2 separate regions of the Mus musculus genome follow, and region 1 is linked to region 2. A link is a contact called in public ChIA-PET data. All regions are on one chromosome and are shown on one strand. Each heading gives the region's core, a stretch centred on a gene start, on an enhancer-like site or on the middle of the called end of the contact. The rest is flanking DNA. Distances are from core to core; before and after follow the strand shown.

What was found. ChIA-PET counts read pairs in DNA pulled down with a chosen protein or histone mark.
Region 1: a contact with region 2 is called in an RNA polymerase II ChIA-PET map of memory CD8 T cells, with 73 read pairs. The contact joins the enhancer-like site here to the promoter of Uqcrfs1 in region 2. A contact is called at or near these places in 1 of 39 promoter capture datasets (the SN4741 cell line), 1 of 15 datasets of contacts at CTCF or cohesin (large pre-B cells), 1 of 484 Hi-C or Micro-C datasets (bone marrow-derived macrophages), 4 of 115 datasets of contacts at active chromatin or transcription factors (CD8 T cells, bone marrow-derived macrophages, effector CD8 T cells and 1 more) and 2 of 9 other capture datasets (adipose tissue and liver).

The regions. Positions count from the first base shown.
Region 1 is chr13:30,811,122-30,815,138 of GRCm38.p6, forward strand. It overlaps Exoc2 (exocyst complex component 2), which reads right to left. Exons shown (of 28, transcript NM_025588.2): 28 at 2,797-4,017. Among named protein-coding and RNA genes, the nearest start is that of Irf4, 64 kb to the left of the region's middle. Within about 2 kb of position 2,545, at least 51 of the 459 cell types and tissues checked have an H3K27ac peak or open chromatin away from gene starts, as enhancers often do. A contact at or near this core is called in CD8 T cells, effector CD8 T cells and memory CD8 T cells, where this site is marked.
Region 2 is chr13:30,543,688-30,547,678 of GRCm38.p6, forward strand. Uqcrfs1 (ubiquinol-cytochrome c reductase, Rieske iron-sulfur polypeptide 1) reads right to left here and starts at 1,629. Exons shown (of 2, transcript NM_025710.2): 1 at 1,347-1,629. The coding sequence starts at 1,560.

The DNA of each region.
Region 1 (4,017 bases), core at 1,295-3,794, 270 kb after region 2:
CTCCAATATTTAGTATCACCTTTAGACTTTCAGGCCAGTTCATAAATCTGTGTGAAAATCATTACAATACTACTGATAAACGTTTAATGAAAGTGTTTAATTTTCAGTTGACAGATGTGAATAATTTCATCAAGTATAAAAATACATATTTGAAATCTAATTGTTTTAATACGTTGTATTATTTATTTTAGTAGAGTGAATCTTTGCTTTTTATTAAGATTTTACCTGAGGGTAAAAAGGATGGAAAAAGGCATTCTATGTGGCAAGAATGAGGACATAAGCCAAGTACAGTTACTCTAATATAGGTAAAATAAACTTCAAAGCAAACTAGTCAGAAAAGACAAAGAAAGGCCACTTAATTTTCTATCCATCAAAAGTATATTTCAGTTCTAAACATATACTCACTGTGCTGGTTAGTTCATGTAAACCCCACACTTTATACAAACCTAGACATAGCTAGGAAGAGTGAACCTCAACAGAGGAGCTGCCTCCATCCATCAGACTGTCCTGTGGGGATGTCTGTGGGAGCATTTTCTTGATTAATGATTGACGTGGGAATGCCAGGTTCACGACACAAGGTGTCACTCCTGAGCAGGTGGTACTGGGTGGATAACAGGCTGAGCAAGCCAAGGGGAGTAAGCCTTAGTAAGCACAATCCTTGCCTGCTTCTGCTTCAGTTCCTGCCCCTAGGTTCCTGTCTTGACTTTCCCCAGTGAAGGACTGCGACCTGCAAAATGAGACCAAACCTTTCCCTCTCCAAGTTGCTTTCAGCCATGTTGTTTATCACAGCCATAGAAAGCATACGAGGACACACACACAACACATGTGCAAGCAATTTCATAAAAGAATACTATTAGATCTAAAATTACAAAGGAACTCCCACACAGTGGCAGTGGGGCTGAGGGCATCTGGACAAAAACTAAACAGGAAAACACTGAAGTTAAATGACATTATAAATCAAATGGGCCTAAAAGGCATCTGTAGATTATTCTATGCAAACACTACAGTATATTCTTCTTAACAGCCTATGTGACTTTCTCTGAAATTGACCACATATAAACATGGGAAAATTAAAATTATGTTCTGCCTTCTATTTGCCTATAATGGATTAAAGCCAGATCTCAAAAGCAACAGAAACTAAGTACAAAACTCACGGAAACTGAGCAACACACTATTGGGATAACTGAGGCAAAAAGAAATCAAGGACATTTAAGAATTCCTAGAATTGAATGAAAATAAAAATACAATATACCAAAATCTATGAGCCACAATGATGGCCAGAGGAAGGTTTAGAGCACTAAATGCCTACATTAAAACAAACAGACAGAGAGAAATAGAGAGTGAGAGAGAGAGAGAGAGAGATAGAGAGAGAGAGAGAGACAGAGACAGAGAGAGACAGAGACAGAGACAGAGAGAAGAGTTCAAATAGTCTAATGATGAACTTGAAAGCCCAGGGAAAACAAGAACAAACACTACATATAAAATAATATTAGGGAAGAGGTATCAAAAAATCAGGGCTCAAATTAATGAAATAAAAAAAATAAATATCAACACAAATAGTTAATGAAATAAAGATTTTGTTCTTTGACAAGATAAACAAGACTGACAAACTCCTAACCAAATGAACAAAACCAGAGATGTAGAAGGAGGCAATATAACAGACACCAAGGAAAGAGAAAATCAAAAGGACAGAGCTAAAAACCCATACTCTCCTAATCTTTATTTTAAAGCAGTTTAATTGAAGTAAATTATAGAACTCTTAACATAATAGTAAAGTACTCTACAGCACACATTCAAAATAGAAGTCCACACCTCTACCTAGCACTCACAGCACAAGTGTAATGTCACACGGTCCATGCATTGTCTTTAAGAACTGCATGCAATGCCTACAGAGATGGGAGTCGGGGAGCTGCAGCTGTCTGTGCCAGTGGGGCTTGTTTTGCAACCTGCAATGCCCATTCATTTCTAGAACATGGCAGTTTCATGGTACATTGATACAGAAAGTCTTAGAAAAAAAAAAGCAAATTATTTCTAGTAGTCCTTTAGTTCTAAAGGTGAGACTAATGTGTTAACTTTCATGAAGCCATGCTGACTGAGCCACACAGGCATGGCCTTGCTAGAGCCAGAAGTTGCCCTAGGAAGGAAGCCCTGGAGCACTTCTATTCTTCCTCACGTCCTCTGTGTCCTGTGTCAGATCTGCTCTGGCTCTCAACTTCCTTCTGACTCACGGTCTTGCTCTGTCTCTACTTTACCACCAATCTTACCACTCACCTCTAACTCAAGCTTTCGAAAGCCCCTTCCTCCAAGAAGCCCCCCATGACTTGTTGGAAGTTGTCTCTGAAACCCCTCATTTTGATCTGGGATTTTATGGCACCGCCCTCCATTCTCTCCACCCTAAGTGTTTCCATGTCCTGTGATGCTGGAGTTCATCAACCCTCGTGCTCATGTGCTCTCCCTGAGTTGTGGCCCCAGGGGAAGGATGACAGAAACTGTGTTGACCTGGGAGGAAGAAGTGGGTTGTGGTGAAGTTCAGCGCCAGGAAACCAGGGTTGTGAGTGCAAGCAAGGGTCTCTAGGCGCCTCCCAGCCTTAAAGGGAAACCAGGGTTGTGAGTGCAAGCATGGGTCTCTAGGTGCCTCCCAGCCTTAACGTCTCAGAAGCAACTCATCTCTCTGTTGGCCTGCCTATTTGGTGCCCTAGCACTGTCTGCAATGAAGTAGTGTCCATGGCACACTCCTACTGAAACTAACAAGACACTTGATACATGGTGTTTAACAATGAAGACACAAACACAACATAAAAGAGAGAACTCCACTATTTATTGTGGATTTTAAAATCAGGAATATAAGCAATTACAGAGCTAATAAAAATGGTGAAATAAAGATAGGGGTCTTACAGAGAAGGACAACTACTGGCTTTGTGCACTGTATTTATTAGGTGTTTAAAATAACAAATGGTTCTGTACTTCTGCTTTGGAATTTAGTTTGTTTATGTCAGATATAATAACAGCACACAGGGAGGAGACAATGCGGTACATACTTATTTTGCAACAAAGGATTACAATTTCTACTTCCAGTCACTGTGATAAATAAACATACACTCATTTACCTTAAATAATCCACAGGGTACATATGCTGTGCTCTGGAATTAGTTTTGTCAACTCTAGAAGAGGAGCCTACATTATCCACAGATCAGTCTGAAGAGTGAAGTGCAACAGAGGCTGACGGAAGGATGGAGTGAGGTGAAAGCTGCCTGCAGGTCACAATGACCTGACTCTACTGCGCAAGCCACTCACCACTGAGTCACAGCTCAGTGCCTGGTCACTTGGGGCACCTCAAATCTTTACAAAACACAGCCCATGCCAGAGCAGCCTCTTTCCAGCTATGGAGCAAGACATTTCACCGCGTGGGAAGTGGCAGAGGGGGAGGGAGTGCTGCCTTGCCGAGGAGCCTGGCTTCATCTTTAGGCTGCATTGAAGACCACAAGCCTTCCCCAGGCCTTGTGGGTGTGACAGGGCCTCCACATACAGGTCCTTGTGAACCCTCCCCACACCACTGCAGTGATCCATCAGCTTAAGGCTGAGTGAGAACCACAAGCTTCAGTGTTTAGCACTGGGAGAAATGAAAGTCAGACTATGAAATTCAGAGTTCATACGAGGACTTGTGGATCACAAATTTATCCAAATATTAACATTTTTATGTGTAGACTGTATATTTTTCTTTACAGAAACAGGGTGGGGAGCTTAGAACCACTTGTATGAAATGGTTATTTTAAAGTTTAGGACAAAGCTCTAAAAACTGTGACTTCAAATCTCTTCTCAAATGTCTCACCTGGGCTGGAAACTGCCAACAGTAGGCCTAGAAGAGGGGCACTGAGAAGGGCACACACACACACCATGGGCCGCTCTGGACCATGATGGAGAAATCCCCAGACTCACAGCATTTTGAAGAGTATGCTACACAGCCTTTCAGGACCAAAGCTAGCAATAACAAAAACTGTTTATTTGGATGTTTAAACT
Region 2 (3,991 bases), core at 379-2,878:
TCTACCGCTTTAAACCAAGGCCAGAAGTCTCAACAATAGAGAGGAGAGTGTCAACATGCTATAATGACATCAAGATATCAGCAAAAGTAAACTTTGTAATCTGACCTGACATTAAGGTTAATGGCTAAAATAGAGATAAACAGCAAACCCAGTGGGGATCATTAAAAATCTGCAGGAAAAGCTAACCATGGTGGCTCTGGGAAGACAGTCAGGAAGACCTTGAGTCTGAGGACAGCCTAGGATACATAGTGAGACCCTGCCTCAAAGAGAGGCAGGACAGACAGACAGAGAGGCAGGATTAGAATGAATGCAGAGTGAAAAGCTGTCTAAGAAGGCAATTTGGTTGACATGTAGAAAGGTCATAAACTCAACCCCAAGCAGTGCCAAGTAGGTAATACACTGAACAATCATAGTATGTTACTTTGCTTGGTATAGAGGAGAAAGCTATATGGATGCGATCTTCATTCTTTTAAAGTGAATGATATTTCTAAACTCAATGGTCCCTGTGAACTTGAAATCAAGGTTTAATCTACTTGAAAAAGTGAAGAGTCAGTCAACTATCGGAGCAGAAACCAAACGAGCCCAGTGCAGCTTCCCACATTTCAGGAGACACCAGAAAGCTTTCTAGATTTTTAAGTCACAAGGGAATGTGAAGCAGACTTAGATAAACTAGGAAGAGACCGCACTGCATAGATTCCCACTGTGTGGGTCACTTCACCTCTGTTTTCTGTATTAAAAAAAAAAAAAAGTATCATTTCTGACTGCCTCGCCTTCACGACTAAGTAAGATTATGAAAGCCGTAGAGCCTGGTATCTGAAACCACTGCTGATCCCCTACAGTGGAACTGACAGGGCTGGTTTTGTGTCTATAGGGATGGGGCTGCTAGGGAGTTAAGATGCTGAAAAGCGACTGTACCAGTACACTGACAACTTCCTACATGGTTGTTTCAATTTCTATTTTGAACACTTATCGTCTAAACCGTACCAATGGCTTTACATAGAATTCTCTAGTGTAAGACTCACAACACCCCTACAAAGTTGTGGTAACATCGAGGAAACTTGCCCAAGGTCAAATTCCTGTAACTAACAGTATCTTAGCCATGATACAGGGAGGCCGATCTTAATCAAGAAAGTCAAGTGAAGCCTGAGGAGGGAACCCAGACTGACGTGCAGACCGGCTCCTGACTCCTGGGGGATGCAGCTACGGGAGCATCCCGTCACCGTGAGCCCGCCTGCTCCGGGGAGCGCTCGGCCTGCCAAGGTAGCCGCGGCCGGCCCACCACATCCCAGCACACCGCCCTCCGCCGCCGCAGGGAACGAGATCGGGGTACTCCGAAGCCGGCTCACCGTTCAGGCCCACCGTGGCCACCAAAGGCCGGGCTGCGGCCTGGCCACTCAGGGACTCGCGGCACAGGAAGGGTCGCTTCACATCCAGAACAGGTGGCTCCGAGGCGGCGGGCACCGCGCCTTGCAGCAGAGGACGCAGCGCGCCCGCCACCCCGCGGGAAGTGGCCGATAGGACGGGCGCGAACGGGCCCGAGCGGGCGGCGACCGACAACATGGCGACAGCTGCTCAAACCACCTCGTCGGTCACAGGGACGACCTTTCGTTCGAACGACGGCCCGAAGAGGAGCGGGAGGCGCAGGGTTTGTGACGTCAGCGCGACGCCGGAAAGGGCGTTTCGCAAGGTTGAGCGAATCGGGAGGGACGCCGCGTTGGGGGCGTGGCTTCGGGCGCAGGTTGGGGCCCGGGCAGGAAAGGGCAGGGCCTGGAGACACTCTGGTGTCTGACTCGGTCGCCCTGCCCCAGGAAAACCGAAGTCGGGAGGGATTTCTTGTGGTCGTGATTGAGATCCTTCATTTAGGGCAAAACCTTAAATCGGGGACGACCGAGGCATGAGAAAAAAAAAAACAACAGGCTACTACTACTTCCTAACGCCTATCACCTAGAATAAATACCAACCGCTTTTTGTCTTTTGCCAAGACGATTTTGATCTTCTTACAACAAAAGAGCCAGAAACCTATATGCAAGGTTTGACAAAAACAAAACAAAACAAAACAAAACAAAACGGTGGCTTACGATTATTCATGATCTACTACGCTTTTGATTTGGTAGTTTCCTTCGTTGTTCATTTGTAATTATGATCTTGATGAAATAACACTATTGATACCAGCATTTTACCAGTGAAGGACCTGGTCCTTAGACCCTTTGCTCTGCATAGATTGCCAGGAAGCAGTGGAGTATTGTAGACCCCTGAGGGGTTTTTGTTTGTTTGTTTGTTTGTTTGTTTCTGAACAAGTGGGGTTTCCCAAGTGATGTTCAGCAGTACAAAAGGGAGGGACTCTTACTCTCCTTCACATAGTGAGAAAACTGCCAACTTTCTAACTTCTCTTTCAGTTCTGACTACACCACTAACAAAGTCTCTGTGAGGTGCTAATAAACGTTAATCCCTCTTACACTTGAAAATCTCCACTTTTCCAAGTAGAACAAACCTTGATTTCAAGTTCACACAGACAATTGAGTTTAGAGATGGCATTCACTTTCAAAGAATGAAGTTCTCATCCATACAACTTTCTCTATACCAAATACTTCGTTTATTCTTTTAGGGTTTAAAAAGAAAAAACAGTAAAAAAAAAAAACTAAGAATTTAAGCACTGCACACTCTGGCATGATTGTGATATGATGCTTGTATAATACATGGACTCTAGGACCTTGGCTGGTTTCTAAACCTTTGGAATTGTAAAACAATGTAGTTGTGTTGTTTTAAGACACTATGTTTGTTATAGCAGCAATGTAAAACAACACCCAGGAGATCCGGGCCCTCACAGAGGAATGATTGCAGGTGTCCTTAGCCAGGGAGGATACTTGCTGCCTAGTCTGGGTCCTTTCTTGTCACTGTCACTTCATTCAGTTATGTTCTGAACAGGGACAGGACCTGGGATAACCCCAGAGAAGCATGCACTCCATGTAGATCTCACCTAAGGAACCAGGAGTGAATATCCACCATGGCAGAGATCAATCTAACCTTTTCTCTCTCAGCTGAATCTCCAGATGGAAGTCTTCACCCCAAACTGCCCCTGCCTGTGGCTCTGTCTCATGATGGAACCAAATCCCCAGCTAGATGCCAACTGCTGCTGGTGGTGCCAGTGCTTGACAAGAGATGGACCATGGAGCTTTCCAGATGCATATGACACCATATACATCTGAGCTGGCCCTGGACAGACAGCCTCAGCTGAGAAACCACCCAACAAGGACGAGCCAGGGCCAGGCATAGGTCTGTTCGTCATCAGTTTTTGAGGATGTCAGAGGCCAGTTCTCCTACAAGAGCCAGGATGGCCCATTGCATCTTACTGAAACGTTTTCAAGCTTTGGGCTTCAGACCTCTGACTTGGGTTCAGTTCACCTGCTTTTCAAAACTAACAGAAACCTGCTAAGTTCCTTTCCTACTGTTGCTATCTTGGTTGTGCTGCTATCACTAAATTTCTAAGACTAGTTAGTTACTTATATGTGTTTGCATTTGTGTCCTCTACACACCATGGCACAAGTGTCCCATCCTGTACATTTGGAGGTCAGGGGACACCTTGTGGGAGTCGGTCCTCTCCTATCTCACAGGTCTTGAGGATAGACCTCAGATAGACCATCCACCTTTACCTGCTGAACCATCTCACCAGCCATTTTCTTTAAAATTTCTTGAGACTGGATAATTTTCAAAGAATCAAAAAAAAAAAAAAAGCTTCTTATAGATCTGGAAACTGGAAGTCCACGATGAAGGGACCACCAGTAGGGAGAGTTGGCTGACCAGTACAACTCCCTTCTTCAAAGAAGGTGTCCTATTGCTGTGTTCTCTGTAGGAAGGATACTGTGTCCATACATGGTAGAAGATGAAGCAACACAAGGGAACAGGTTCCCTCAGTCAACTCCTCAAACCCTGACCTCCTAGTGATGTTGCTTTGGGATTAAATATTAAGACAGATTTTGTAGAGTGCAAATCA